Linked DNA regions of Sus scrofa: regions 1, 3, 4 and 5 are each linked to region 2. The links are chromatin contacts, called in public HiChIP or PLAC-seq maps. All regions are on one chromosome and are shown on one strand. Each heading gives the region's core, a stretch centred on a gene start, on an enhancer-like site or on the middle of the called end of the contact. The rest is flanking DNA. Distances are from core to core; before and after follow the strand shown. Region 1 has its middle 100 kb from the start of ZNF217. Region 2 has its middle 110 kb from the start of BCAS1. Region 3 overlaps LOC100513893 (a long non-coding RNA gene). Region 4 has its middle 64 kb from the start of ZNF217. Region 5 has its middle 150 kb from the start of ZNF217.

Region 1 (2,700 bases), core at 15-2,514, 180 kb before region 2:
CACGCTGCTGTACAGCCACAATCATCAGCCATCTCCAAAGCTTTTCAGCACCCCAAACGGAAACGCTGTACCCATTCACCAGCACCTTCTCGTTCTCCACCCCCCCACCCCTGCCATCCTCAGCTCCTGCAACTGCCATTCTACTTTCTGTCTCTATGAATTCGACTGCTTTTGGTCTCTCCTGTAAGTGGCATCACACATTATTTGTCCTTTTGTATCTGGCTTATTTCTCCCGTCTTCGAAGTTCATCCATGCTGTTGCATGTGTCTGAATTTCAGTCATTAACAAAAAGAGCATTTATTATTTATTTATTTATGGCCATGCCCAGAGCATGTGAAAGCTTCCGGAGCCAGGGATGGAACCCAAGCCACAGCCGTGACAGCACCAGAGCCTTAACCCCCGGTGTCGCCAGGGGCACTCCCGAATGTCATTCCTCTTTAAGGCTAGTAGCCCACCTTTTACTCATCTGTCCAACCGTGGCTGGGCGTGGGTTGCTTCTACCTTTCGGCTCTTACGAAGAGCACTGCCCTAAGCACTGGTGTAGAAGCATCCACTGCCCCTTTCAAGTGTGTCTCCCAGTCCTGGGCTCCATTTTCACCCTGAACACTGATGGCACATGTTCTAGAACAGCTCCAAACCTCCTTCCTCCAACAGTCCTTCCCCATACCCTCCATCTAAGAGAGGCCCCAGCTCTTTCCCTATAGCCATCCACTCAGCTGTATTTTTCTCGTGAATTATCATCACCTTATACCTTAGATGGAGATCTGTTTATTACCTGCCTCCAGGCAGTACATACGAATTCCAGGACTGTAGGGATTGGCCTTGGCTCTATGCCAGCTCTTAAGAGCATGCCCGGCATATAGTCGGTGCTCAACGTGCTGAGTGTTCAAATGACCCCTGGCAGCCTTCCCTCTGCCTGTCTACCACCTACTCCACTTGGACCACCGCCAGGGGCACGACCTAGTTTAAGCAGCACGTCTGTAGGGCAGGTAGGAAAAGCCGCCAACTTTGCCCCAGATCGACTGGATAAAAACCCCTGTGCCATCACATCTGCAGCCAGAAGTGTGAGCCAAGCTCTTGAGTCCTTGGGCATCTCAAATGTCCAGGTGGAGAATCACTGACTCTCTCCTGCCCCTCCCAGGATTTGGTCTGACACATGACCTTGATCCCCAAGGTCCAGAGCCAGCTCTGACTCACCTTTAAGGCGAGTGAGGCTTCGGCAAGGACAGCACAGGACACGCCTCAGTCTTATTTCAAAACAAAGTGACCTCATCCCTTGCTCTAGATCATGGAGTCTGGAGGCTCAGCTGCTGCCTGCTTCATGCCCCACGTGCTCATCTGGAGAACTTTTTCTTCCCTCTTTCTCTCTTTCTTTCCTGTTCCTGAGGTTTCACAAAGACCTTCCGGTTCCTTATGTCCAGATGGGCAGCGGCCAGCCGAGGGACAACCCTGCTGGCACTGAGCTAAGCAGAGAGCCCCAGGGAGCAGGCTGGAACTGGGAAGTGACCCCAGGGCACGTCACTCAGCCACTCATTCTGACTGAGGTCAAAGGGGACAAAACGAATGCCCAGTGCCAACTCCAAGTGTATTATTTGTCAGCATTCCTACTAGTTTATGCAGATTAGAAACAAACCATCTACCCATTCCCCAACTTGCTATCGTATCTTGGACTAGTCCCTGAACGCTTCTGGGCTTTGGGGTCCTCATTTCTAGAATAAAGCAGCTGGATTAACAACCACTTCTCCCCCAGAAGGCGTGGGTCTCCAGGTCAAGCCAGGTGGCTGGGTTCCCACCTTTGCTCTGACAGTCTCAGCATGGAGGCTGCAAGAAGTCCCAGATCCTCTCAGAAACACTGGAAGCCAAGACCTCCAGCATCTCAGAGATGGGAGAATGAGAGGGGCAGCTTACCTGGTTCTCAGCAGGGGATTTTGTCCCCAGGGACCCTTGGTGACATCTGGAGACATTTTGGTTGTTCCAACACTTCTGGCATCCAGTGGGTAGAGGCCAGGGATGCTGCTGAGCATCCTCCAGTGCACAGGACGGTCCCCCTCCACAGAGAATGGTCCAGCCCCCAGTGCCAACAGGGCTGAGGATGAGAAACTGCCTGGCCATGGGCCTGGATGGCCGCAAACGTTCCTTAGAGGAACTAAAGCCCAGGCCAGGACTCCTGCACTGTCTCTCCCCTAAACCAAGATGCTCACCTCTCCCTGCCTTCCTGAGGCCCCTGCTTGTTAACCCACTCAAGCCTATCAGGTTCAGCTGTGATTTGCTCATGTCATTTGCCCATTCCCCAGCCATTTACCCACTGTGCTGTAGGCACGGGGGAAAGAGTAAGCGTCACAGGGGGCACTGCCCTGGGGCCTCATTAACCCTCCACCCCAATGCAAGTCAAAAGAACAAGGAGGTGGAGTCCCCCCACGGCCCAGGGGTGTGGGGGAGCCAGGGCTCCCCAGCAGGACCACTGTGCTCTTCCCTGCGGGCTGTGCAGGTGCCTCCCAGGGCTCACACGGGAATGATGGGGAATTTGGACCCGGGGTGGGTGACGCGTTTGGAATGCCACCAGCTCACAGCGACTCCAGAGCTGCCTTCCCCTCCCGCCGCCTCCCTCCATGGAGCAGGTCCCCAGGCACCTGGCTTGACTTGGAGACCCTGCTCCTCTGCCTACTCTGGACTGAAAGGGGCAGGTGAGAAGTGCAGACT
Region 2 (2,700 bases), core at 121-2,620:
GGCAGCTGGCAAAGGAGCCAGCTGGACACAGGTTCTAGCCCCTTCGAATCTAATTTAATGGGACCCCAGGGCATCTGTTTGCAAACAAACAACCATTCAACTGAAGGGTCTGTGTGTGTGTGTGTGTGTTTAAATCATGGGTAATTGGTTTAAAAGGCAGGGGGCTACACAAAACCACCCAAACTTCACTTTTTTCTCTTTTCCTTCCCCCTTGGGCCTTTCTTTGGGTACTAAGGATCCCCCTTCCCCCAGAAGATGAAGCCTGGGGGACCTCGGGGGCTGCTGAGAACAACCACGGTGCTTCTGAATGAATTCTTCTATTGGGTATCCGTCAAAAGGTCACCGTTAGCTGGAACTGGAAAGCGGAATTTGAGGGTTTTTTTCCCCCCTCCTCCGATGGCAGCTGTTTCAGCTCAAAAGCCCAGTTCTTGGAAAGGCCACTTCTTCTTGACACTGGAGAAGACACGCTTCCCTGTGCACCTAAAAATAAATCCGTAAATAACGTCATGAGGATGGCCGTTCTTGCAAAGCACCTCTGCCCCCTGCTCTCGGTCTTAATCTCCCCTTCAGCTTCAGCGTGTTCTCCGCATCTTACTGTGGGAGCTCTTGCTGTCCACATGGCAGTCCTGACTCTGCATTTTGAGGAACTTCAGTCCTGAACTCATTTGGGGAGCGCCTGTCCCCCTTTTCACACTAGTTCAGCGGGAGGCATGGACATCAGTATTTTTTTTTTTTTTTTTGTAAATGCATCAGGTCTGGACTCTTGATGCAAAAAACAAACCCCACAAAACTCAAAAATGGAGTTTAATCTGCTTCTTAGGCTACAATTGGCTTTAGAACTCCGCTCCCTCCCAAGCCTTTTTTTTTTTTTTTTTTTTCAGTCCTCTCTGGCTTAAATTTTCTTGTCTTAAAAAAAACCCAAGCAATTGTATTAAAAGAGCATTCTCTTTTTTTGGCCAGGAGGATAGGAAACCAGTTACAGAAACTGCTGGCTTGCTTTGCAACAAGATTCTCAGCAGAGAACTTCTTTTTAAAAGTTAAAAAAAGTTTTTCCGGGGTGGGAGGGAGTGGGAGGGCTCCTGAATTGGTGACTAAGTCCCTCCTGGGGACATTTCTCATCAGGGCAAAAACCACCCCCCGTGTCCAGTGAGGTGAAACTTGCCAATAATACTGTCACCCTTCTCAAAGGACTGGTATGGCCCGGGGCTCAAAGGTCATACCAGGCACCCCCCCTGGTGTTTAGAGACAAAGCAGTAACCAGCTGCCTGTTTGCCTTGAATCATCCCAAGCTCTCTGAGGGCAAAGGTGGAGGGAACGTCACCCCCCATCCAGGGCTTCCCCAAAGGGCTTCTTCCTGCTTTGAGCCAAGTTAAGCATTCAGACATGAAGCAGCATGAGGTCATTCTCAGCTGGGTGAGTCACAGACACTGAGGACTCTCCAGGTTCAGGCAGGAGGACCCATAAAGCTAAGCCAGGTGCGAGGAAAAGACCTCTGGTCTTTATTTGAAGCTGAGCATCAGCCAGTCCACGCTGGGAGCTGGTGGGTCCCGGGAGCAGAGAGCCTCCCCTCCCCAATCTGTTTTTAGAAAGAGATCATTTTTGTCCTGAACGTATTTTCCAAAGGCCTTTTTGCCTAAGCCATGGTGTGAGTGACCTAGGGTACCGATTTGTCAGTGTCATTTCTCCTCAGTGCGTGATGGACTGCACACGTGATGGATTCATCTGAGCCAGTGTGCGTGTGTGGGTCTGTGCCAGTTACACATGTCTATTTGTATGTGTATGACTAGCAGCGTGTGCCTGCATCTCCCTACTCCTGTATGGAGGTAAATATACAAGGATGAATATGTGCCTATGTGGGCATAAACGCATGTCTGGGTCTCTATGTGTGTGTCTGGAGTGGACCCTGCTGAGTGCCTCATCTTCCAGCTGCTAAGGGATCCCAGCTTCTCAGCTCAATGGGAGCAGCTGGCCTGTCCCTCCACCTCCCAGGGCGGCCCAGGAATCACCCACAAGCGTCCAAAGCCAGCCAGCTCGCCTGTAGGTAGAACAGCGTTATGGCGCAATTCATGCCCCTGGGAGATCGGGATGAAATTCCAGCTGAGACCAATCCCTGCCCTGTCCTTTTTGTCCCCCTTTCCCCAGGACCCCTCCTTCAGCCCATCAGGTGCATCTGAATGCCTGTCTCAGGCTCTGCTCTAGGCAGCATCACCATGACAGTATTTACACACGTGTGCGCTTGTGTATGAAAATACACACGTGAACCCACTGCTGTGTGCATGTGCCCACGGACAAGGATACCTGGGAGCATCTGGGAGAGAAGACACGATGGAGGAAGAGCATTGAGTTTATGCTGTGGAAGCAAAAGGCATCTCGGACATGGAGTACGAGAGACCTGCTTTAAAAGGTGAAAATTAAAAGATCCTTTAGATATAAATGTATTTTTTTTTATTAAATCAGAAAAAGGTACAGTATACATGATATCAGTCCATCATCTGGCTACTCTGAATTACATTTTAATAGACTCGTGGTCCTATTTACTCCTCTGCACACGTATTAAAAAAAACTCAGGTATTTGAATAATCTGTAAATTTTTATTATTAACTGGGGTTAGGGGGAGGGTTTTATCAGAGCACATCCTGAGAACATTAGGAAATTACAGACAGACTTGAGATAAGTGTCAGACAGAACAGATGAAGCAAG
Region 3 (2,700 bases), core at 135-2,634, 170 kb before region 2:
GTCCAGGGCACGTGGCAGTTCCACAGGCCAGGGGTCCCCAAGCCACTGCAGTGACAACGCCAGATCCTTAACTCACTGCACGACAGGGAACTCCACAGTCTTTATTTTAAATGTGCCAGTGTGGAGTTCCCGTTATGGCTCAGTGGTAACGAACCCGACTAGCATTCATGAGGATGCAGGCTCGAGCCCTGGCCTGGCTCTAGTGGATTAAGGATCCGGCATTGCCGTGAGCTGTGGCTCAGATCCAGAGTTGCTGTGGCTGTGGTGAAGGCTGGCAGCTGTAGCTCCAATTTGACCCTTAGCCTGGGACCTTCCTTGTGTCGCCAGTTTGGCCCTAAAAAGACTATATATATATATATATATATATATCAGTGTAATCATATTTATAGACACTACTGTACAAATTATTTTGTCTTTTTAGGGCCGCATCCGCAGTATATGGAAGTTCCCAGGCTAGGGTCGAATCAAAGCTGTAGCTGCCGGCCTACATCACAGCAACGTGGTATCCAAGCCGCGTCTTCGACCTACACCACAGCTCACGGCAACACCAGACCCTTAGCCCACTGAGCGAGACCAGGGCTCGAGCCGGCATCCTCATGGATATTAGTCTGATTCGCTTTCGCTGAGCCACGCCAGGAACTCCCAACTTTTTTTTTTACTTAAAATATGTATCATCAATTTTCTATGTCTGCACACATTAAGAAAAATAGCTATAAGTTTTTGAGCACAATGAGGTAATTTCGTCCTCCTGGGGTGGGGGGAGGCAGAGAATTCAAATCAAAGGGCTTGTGGAGAAGGGGGACTCCCCCTCCCCAGAGAAGATGACTGCTGGGGTTCAGTGCATCCGGAACAGGCCCCGCATGGATCAGCATATGTGTATATCAAACACTCACACTTTTCTGTTTTTACCAAGCATGCTTCACTTTCCATTTTTCACTTAGATCTCTTAGAGAGCAGGTCATGTTAGAAAAAAAACCTGACATTTTAAATGGTGACAGAGTATCTCTTTGAAGGATGTTCCTTAGGCATTTCACTTGTCCTTTTTGCTAGGCTTTGGGTAGATGGGATACTCTAGTCTGGGGTACACCCTGTGATTCTTTGCTCAAACCCCTCACCTCTTCCTAAAAGCAGTTCCTTTACTCCACACCTATCCCTACATTGCTTTCATCTGGAGAACTGATTCAACTAGCTTAAAAAAAAAATAAGACTTAAAACAGTACTATTAACCCATTAAAGAGCTATTCTGAACAAGTTTTTAATCATTCCTCCTGCTTGAGAGTGAAAGGCTCATGGAAAAGAGAAAAATCCTGTCCCCCCACCAACCCGGGAGTCAGTCACGCCAAGCTCTTTGCACAGCATCCTACGTCTGCTGTTAGAAATGCATGCTTCATACTGACTAATTCCCTCCTGTTTGCTCCTTTTATCTTGGGCTCAGAGAAAGATTGCAGCTCACTCTTACAACTTAGGGGCAGCTTCCTTCTCTCCTTCGCAAAAGGGCTGTGCCAGCATTGGGGATTTAGAACAAAGTGTGTCCTTGGGAAGACGTGGGTGAGATTTTACGTTCAGTAAGTGGGTGGCGTGGGACCCCCTCCTCCCGCGGGGGAGGGGAGGAGTCTGATTTCATTATCCAGTTGGAAACCTGGTGAAATCATGGATATGACTGAATCTTTTTGCTCAGCTCGTGAGGTCTTTTTGTTCTTTGTCTTTGCAGTGTGTACTGCAAATTTCTGTGACGCCTGGGAAAAAGGAAATGTGCGTTACAGAGCTGGGCAGAGCCACATGTCCTGTGACAAGCCGGCGACTTGAAAAATTTAATTCAGGAAGAGACGCAAAGAGGCCAAATCGAAAGAGGAACTGGGCCTATCGATGTTCAGAGCAGGAAAACCGAAGAAGTTACCAACCATCCCCAAGTTAAAAATCATGTGGGGCTGGAAAATATGTCGCCTGCTGCATTTGTCATTGAAATTCACAATCTTGTTTGCTGTTTATCTTGAGGCTTGGGGAGCTCGCCTGCTGGTTAGGAAAAAGGAGGCCAGGTCTAGGAAGAAATAAGAAAGGGAGGATTAGAGCCCAGAGTGAATGGGAGGTGTAAATAATACGCGGGCACCTGACAATCTGGGCAAAGAAATGAGAGACAAAGCCAATACCCCACGCCAGAAATCCTAAAAACTTAAGTGGGAAGCCCACACGTAAGAAAAATGTCTCCAAGAAAAAAGGAAAATAAAATCCCAGAGGATCTGTTTCCTCTGTGGTGCTGGTTCATGGAATATGTAAAGGTTGGTTTTGCCTCGGTGCGCACGTAAGCAGCACTGGATTCAAAGGAACGGGCTTCAGGATATGCTTTCAAGGGCTCACTCCAGGCCAGCTTGAGCCTCTGGGCAGAATGCTTGAGCTTTCCTCCAAAAAGGAGTTGAGACTGGGGCAGGAGGAGCACTTGGGGGGTGGGGGTGGGGGGGCAGGAAATGTTGGGGGGGGCAGAGTTATGGCTCTTCCCCAGGAGACCCATCTATCTGGGTCACCTGTCTACCTCTGCACTTCTCTCTCTCTCTCTTTTTTTTTTTTTCTTCCTGGACCTACCTTAAATGGAATTGCTTAGGAAAGAGAGAAAAGGCATTTTTAGCCAAAAGCTAAGTTCGGACCAAGCTAAACTCGCTGGACAAGGGAAACCTTTTCCGGAGGCTACCTGCAGTCGAGTGTGAC
Region 4 (2,700 bases), core at 8-2,507, 220 kb before region 2:
GGAACCTCCACATGCCAAGGGTGCAGCCCTAAAAGGCAAAGAAAAAAAAATTTTACACACTTGAACCCATCCTGTTTCCTGAGAATAGAATAATTCCGTGATAAAAGAAAGCGAGCTCCGCCACAGTTTCTACAACATATTTAACAAATATTGCATTGACCCAACAGGTGAGGAAAAGGAATACTTCCAGGTGTAAATAGAACACCTGATTAGGCTAATTTTGGCAATTCATTTTTTTTCCCTAGACAAAAGTAGAGTTTTCAAGCCAAATGATAATAGTACCAAAAAATTGAAAACGTCTGTTCTCTACCTGGAATTATATCTGTTTTAATTTTAAAAATTATTTTTTTTCTTACATTTTTTGGCAGCACCCGCAACATACAGAAGTTCCAGGGCCAGGGATCGAACCCACCATGGCGGAGACAACACTGAATCCTGAACTGCTGGGCCACCAGGAAACTCCGTGTTTTTATTCTTAATGTTTGTATGTGTGTTCCCTCTTGTTTTTCTTACTCATACCTGTGAACAATGATCTGTCTTAATTTTATGGGACTCTGCAAATTGTTGGTTTTTTTTTTTTTTTTTTTGGTCACAATTGTCTGCTTTTGAGTTCACGGAGTCCTTCCTTCTATTTCGATTTACAGATATATCCATACCTCTGTGGTCTGGGAGGGACACAGTTCATTGAGAAGAGCCCTTGCTGAGGGGGGATGGAGACCAGGAAGCTAGAACTGGAAGAGGCACCTCACACATGATTTCACCCCTAAGAAAAATGTGTTTTTTTTTTTTTTTTTTAATTTTGTTTTGCTTCGAGTTTTTCCACTTTTCAACCAGACTGTATTCAGATTTTACTCGAAAAATTAAAAATACAAAAAAAACACCCCAAGTTTCCCCAACTTATCTACTGCCTGCTGGGCTCACCTGCCAGGTCCAAAGAGCAAGAAGCAGGGAGAGGGGTGAGCTGGGCAGGGGAAAGGGGGGCAGATGCGGGGCAGGAAGAAAGGGGTGGGGCGGTGTGTGTGTGTGTGGGGGGGGGGGACTCGGGCTGCTTTCTTAGGTCGCCTGGTTCTCATTTTTTGTCTCTCCCTCCCCATGGATTTCCCCAAAGTGTGGAAAACCAGCACATCTTTTAAAGTTGGTGAGAGAGAGAGGGAGGGAGGGAAGGAGGTGCAAAGAAAGAGGGAGGAGTGGGGGGGGGGGAGAGAAAAAGAAAGGGAGAGGTCACGTGATTTTCTGGAACGCAGACTCACTTCTTTATTTTGATTCTCGCGTAAACGTCCTGCCTCCAACACACTTTGCCTGGATCAGAAAGGGTAAAGGCACGTCCCCCCGGAAAGGGTCACTTCTTCAGTTCACGGCGAACCAATTCTTTGATCCTCCCTCATTTTGTTCCTAAGATTTACTTCTCTTTCAAATCAAATAATTTGTCTCTTTCTCCTTCTGAGAAAAGCTTTCTAGATGCGATTTCCCTTTTGAAAGGAGGACTTTGAAGTCCTTCCCCAGCACATCCTTTCTTAAAGGGAGGGGGTGAAAGGGGGCAGCCCCCGGGGCCGAGAGCAGTTTAAAAAGTCGCTTTCCAAAGACCCCCCCCCCCCCCCCCGGTGCAGACTCTCAGACGGAAACTTCCCAGCTGCGGGAAGACATTTCCAAATGCCAGTCTGTGGCTGGCACACCTTTGCTCCCAGGTGAGGCACACAAAACGGCTTTCTTTGGACCCCGAGGGCCCCATGCAGGTGGAGGCAGGCAATGCAGAAAGGAAGCCTATTTTTAGACTTGAGTACAACCACGTCCATGGGAGGGCTACAGGCTTTGAATTAGCAAGGCTTCTATAAGGTATTTAGTCCTCGTTGCCTGGGACGTCAAGGCGGAATAGCGGGAATCCAAGGTAGTATATTTCCTGGGGGGTTCGATTTCAAGCTTCCGGTGTGTGCAGCGTTACCTTAATCCCATCTGGAGCATCACTGTGGATGACGCCAGGCTGCAGCACCTGCCCCACAGTGGCCAAAAATGGTGACAACAATTCAAGCCTCTCAATGAGGAATGAGATGTTTGTACACGAAATGACCTTTAATTGTGTCTTAGAAACTCTTGTCAGATCAACATGTGGTTTCAGTTACTCTGCAGAGGTTATTGCATTTCAAGCTGTTTTTTTTTTTTTCAGCATTTAAATGAAGTATTTTCTCTTTCATATATTTGATGTGGCTCAAAGAAGCTTGCTGCTTTTTTCTCCTTTTTCTCACAGATTTTATTGTTTGATTAGATCTTTTTGTTAAGTCAGATCAAAGATGGCTTTTTCTTTCTTTAGGAGAGGTATTTTCTTAAAACAAATCAGTAGAATGGAATTCACAGTAAAGAAGCATTTTATTCAAAAGATTTTGAAAAGGGAAAAGATTTCAATAGGCATGAAGAGACTTTTTTTTTTTTGGCCACAACTGCAGCACGTGGAAGTTCCCAGGCCAGGGACTGAACCCACGCCACAGCAGCAACCTGAGCTGCTACAGCGACAACGCTAATGCCAGATCCTTAACCCACTGAGCCACCGAGGAGCTTTTTATTGTTGGCTGCCCCGCAGCACATGGAGTTCCCGGGGCCAGGGATCAGATCTGAACGGCAGCGGAGACCCTAGCCAAAGCTGCGGCAACCTCAACGCCGGACCCCTAGCCCACTGTGCCTGGCCAGCCGGGAATCCAACCCATGTCC
Region 5 (2,700 bases), core at 133-2,632, 140 kb before region 2:
TGGCACCCTGAATAATCTCAGAATGGTAATAATTAAAAAAATAAAAGAAATTATATATGAGCAACCAGTGCTGTGTACCAATTACCCCCTGATATTCCCTCCTCCCTGAAAGAGACCTTTGCTTCTCAGGGTGGCCATATCCTGCTGAGAATATCTGAAGCAGCCCCAGGAGGTGGGCTCTGATTAGCTTAAGCTATTCCGGGTGACCTTTTTCCTCTTACTAATGGTTAAGTTATGTATTGATAGGCGACATCATTTTGGACAATGAGCCAAAGGCGACATCATTTTGGACAAAGGATGCCAAGGGGTCTAGGGGAAGAAGTTCCTTCTTCCTAAAGAGAGACTTGAGGAACTGAAGAGCTTTTTTTCTGCCTCTAGATGTTTTGTGAAGATGTGAAGGCTGGAGTGAAATGCAAACATGAGGGGAGGTACCTCAAGGCCAACATGCTGGGCTTGGCATGATGAAGAGAGGAGGAAAATCCATGCTATTTAAGAGGCTATAGAGCTGCTAAGTTAGCCGAAGCTACTGTTCTTCCAGACTCCTTTTTTTTTTTTTTTTTTTTTTTTAAATGTGAGATGATAACTTTCCTTATGGTTTAGCTACTTTAAATTTTTTTTTTCTGCCTCTGCAGCATATGGAAGTTCCTGGGCCAGGAATCGAATCCAAGCCATAGCTGCGACCTATACCATAGCTGTGGCAATGCAGGATCCTTAACACACTGTGCCAGGCTGGGGATCAAACTCGTGCCTCTGTGGTGACCCAAGCTGCTGCAGTGACAATATCAGATCCTTAACCCACTGAGCCACCAGGGAACTCCTGGAGTTGGATTTTCTGCTCCTTTCCTCCCAGGGCATTCTAATGGATTCTCCTGTATGATGAGACCAATAAATGGATCAATGTTTTGTGTGTGTGTGAATAAACCTCTGAGTGATAGAAATAACTCTCCGACTTCATTTTCTCCCACTTCCTCCCAGTTTGCTGCTATTCTTCCACCAGGGCAAGAACACTCCCGCCTCAGGGCCCTCATGCTTGTGCTGTTCCCTCTGCCTGGAATGCTTTCCTCCCAAAGAGTCATTCAGTTTCATCCATCCCTTTATTCCGTCTCTACTCAATCATCACCTCATCACAAAGGCTTCTCCAACCACCCCATCTGAACTATAGCTCAGGGCCCTGCCCGGCCCCGCCATCTCCTCGCTCCGTTTTATTCTTTTTCATAGAGCACATCCTGTCTCTTGCTTCTTGACTGTCTCCTTAACCAGTGTGGAAGGCCCCGAGAGCCAGGGCTTTGCTAGATCCAGCTCCCTGCTCACACAGTGCCTGGTACGTGGCGGCCGCTCAATATATATGCGATGGCTGAGTAGGGAAGTTTGTTCAAAGTTCCCCTTCTGTGACTACTTCCATTGCGCCAGAGGCTCATATACTGCGGCGCTGAAGAATGCAGGATGTGGAGTCCAACACACCAGACGCTGAACCGTGGCTCTGCCACTTGCTGCGTAAACTTGGCCAAGGCGCTGAGCCCATTTCTTCCTTGATAAAATGTGAGTGCTGTTTTTTTTTTTTAAGAAGGGAGCTCATGGACTTGATGTCAGAGAGAAAGAAGATCATGAACATGACATCAAGGGCGTCACGTCGGGGGAGCCGGGACGTGGGAGGGGATCATTGTGCCATGGTTAGAGCCAGTAGCTCTGTACCCAGCAGCCGAGGTCCTCCCTTTGCCCAGGTGAGAGCTTTGAAATGAGACTTGAAATATTTCATCAGGCAAAATGTGGGAGAAATGTGAAAAAGGTACAACTAAATAAACATCTCGAAACTGCTGTCCGCCCGGTCCGTGGTAAGAAGACGAGAACATTCTTCCTGCACAGATGTTATTAGAGATGCTGTTTGCCAGAGTGGAGGATCTGGAGCCATCTGCCACCGCAAATCCTCCTGCGCTCCTTTGAAGAGAAGCCTGTTTCCTCCTCCTTCCCTCCGAAGGTTGACCAGTATAAACGCTGCTAATGGCAAATACAGGGAAAGAATAATCCCACTCAGCTATTTTTAGTTTCCCCTTGAAGTCTTACATTTCACATTTTAAGTTTGTTTTCAAAGTTCTCTTCCAACCCAAATAAACCCAGGCTCGAAATGAAAGGACTTGGGTTATTACATTCTGATTCTCCCAGGGGGAGGCAAGGAGGCCGGCCTCCCGAGGAATTCTCAGCGAGTGCATCGGCCGGGCGAGGACCGGACTGGTGGCCACGGCAGCCACTGCCCACGCCATCGCCACCAGCCGCTGCTCCTTGACACTCAGACTTGGCGAGGCGGCCAACTTCCCCCGACCTTTCAAGATAACCCATGCAAATAGAATCTTTCAGGATTTTCCATTCAGATCTTATGAAAACCTTTCTGTTCGCGTTGCTCCGTTGCTTGCTGATTCAAGGAAACGTGCCTTTTCATGTAGGCATTCGTTCAGCAAAGAGTTATGAGGTGCCTACCGCGTGCCCAGGACTATGCAGGAGAGTCCCTGCTCTCAGGGCACTTATTTTCTTTTTTTATCTTTTTAGGGCCACACCTGCGGCATATGGAAGCTCCCAGGCTAGGGGTCTAATCAGAGCTACAGCCGCCAGCCACAGCCAAGCCAGATCCTTAACCCACTGATCAAGGCCAGGGATCAAACCCACGTCCTCACGGTTTACTGGTTGGGTTCGTTACCTCTGAGCCAC

Evidence for each region. HiChIP or PLAC-seq counts read pairs in DNA pulled down with a chosen protein or histone mark.
Region 1: an H3K27ac HiChIP or PLAC-seq map of alveolar macrophages shows a contact between it and region 2. The contact joins two enhancer-like sites. A contact is called at or near these places in 3 of 47 Hi-C or Micro-C datasets (liver, retroperitoneal adipose tissue and subcutaneous adipose tissue) and 2 of 2 datasets of contacts at active chromatin or transcription factors (alveolar macrophages and skeletal muscle).
Region 3: an H3K27ac HiChIP or PLAC-seq map of alveolar macrophages shows a contact between it and region 2. The contact joins two enhancer-like sites. A contact is called at or near these places in 5 of 47 Hi-C or Micro-C datasets (embryonic fibroblasts, epiblast stem cells, fetal skeletal muscle and 1 more) and 2 of 2 datasets of contacts at active chromatin or transcription factors (alveolar macrophages and skeletal muscle).
Region 4: a contact with region 2 is called in an H3K27ac HiChIP or PLAC-seq map of skeletal muscle. The contact joins two enhancer-like sites. A contact is called at or near these places in 7 of 47 Hi-C or Micro-C datasets (alveolar macrophages, embryonic fibroblasts, liver and 3 more) and 2 of 2 datasets of contacts at active chromatin or transcription factors (alveolar macrophages and skeletal muscle).
Region 5: an H3K27ac HiChIP or PLAC-seq map of alveolar macrophages shows a contact between it and region 2. The contact joins two enhancer-like sites. A contact is called at or near these places in 1 of 47 Hi-C or Micro-C datasets (liver) and 1 of 2 datasets of contacts at active chromatin or transcription factors (alveolar macrophages).

Annotation. Positions count from the first base shown.
Region 1 is chr17:54,733,742-54,736,441 of Sscrofa11.1, forward strand. It overlaps the pseudogene LOC110257394. Among named protein-coding and RNA genes, the nearest start is that of ZNF217, 100 kb to the left of the region's middle. Within about 2 kb of position 1,265, at least 20 of the 83 cell types and tissues checked have an H3K27ac peak or open chromatin away from gene starts, as enhancers often do. A contact at or near this core is called in alveolar macrophages, retroperitoneal adipose tissue and subcutaneous adipose tissue, where this site is marked.
Region 2 is chr17:54,918,286-54,920,985 of Sscrofa11.1, forward strand. It overlaps a transcript of BCAS1 not described here. Among named protein-coding and RNA genes, the nearest start is that of BCAS1, 110 kb to the right of the region's middle. Within about 2 kb of position 1,371, at least 32 of the 83 cell types and tissues checked have an H3K27ac peak or open chromatin away from gene starts, as enhancers often do. A contact at or near this core is called in alveolar macrophages, liver, omental adipose tissue and 3 more, where this site is marked.
Region 3 is chr17:54,752,202-54,754,901 of Sscrofa11.1, forward strand. LOC100513893 (a long non-coding RNA gene) reads right to left here. Exons shown (of 2, transcript XR_002339964.1): 2 at 1,580-2,038. Among named protein-coding and RNA genes, the nearest start is that of ZNF217, 120 kb to the left of the region's middle. Within about 2 kb of position 1,385, at least 35 of the 83 cell types and tissues checked have an H3K27ac peak or open chromatin away from gene starts, as enhancers often do. A contact at or near this core is called in alveolar macrophages and skeletal muscle, where this site is marked.
Region 4 is chr17:54,694,239-54,696,938 of Sscrofa11.1, forward strand. No RefSeq gene overlaps it. Among named protein-coding and RNA genes, the nearest start is that of ZNF217, 64 kb to the left of the region's middle. Within about 2 kb of position 1,258, at least 50 of the 83 cell types and tissues checked have an H3K27ac peak or open chromatin away from gene starts, as enhancers often do. A contact at or near this core is called in alveolar macrophages, liver, omental adipose tissue and 1 more, where this site is marked.
Region 5 is chr17:54,775,544-54,778,243 of Sscrofa11.1, forward strand. No RefSeq gene overlaps it. Among named protein-coding and RNA genes, the nearest start is that of ZNF217, 150 kb to the left of the region's middle. Within about 2 kb of position 1,383, at least 1 of the 83 cell types and tissues checked has an H3K27ac peak or open chromatin away from gene starts, as enhancers often do. A contact at or near this core is called in alveolar macrophages, where this site is marked.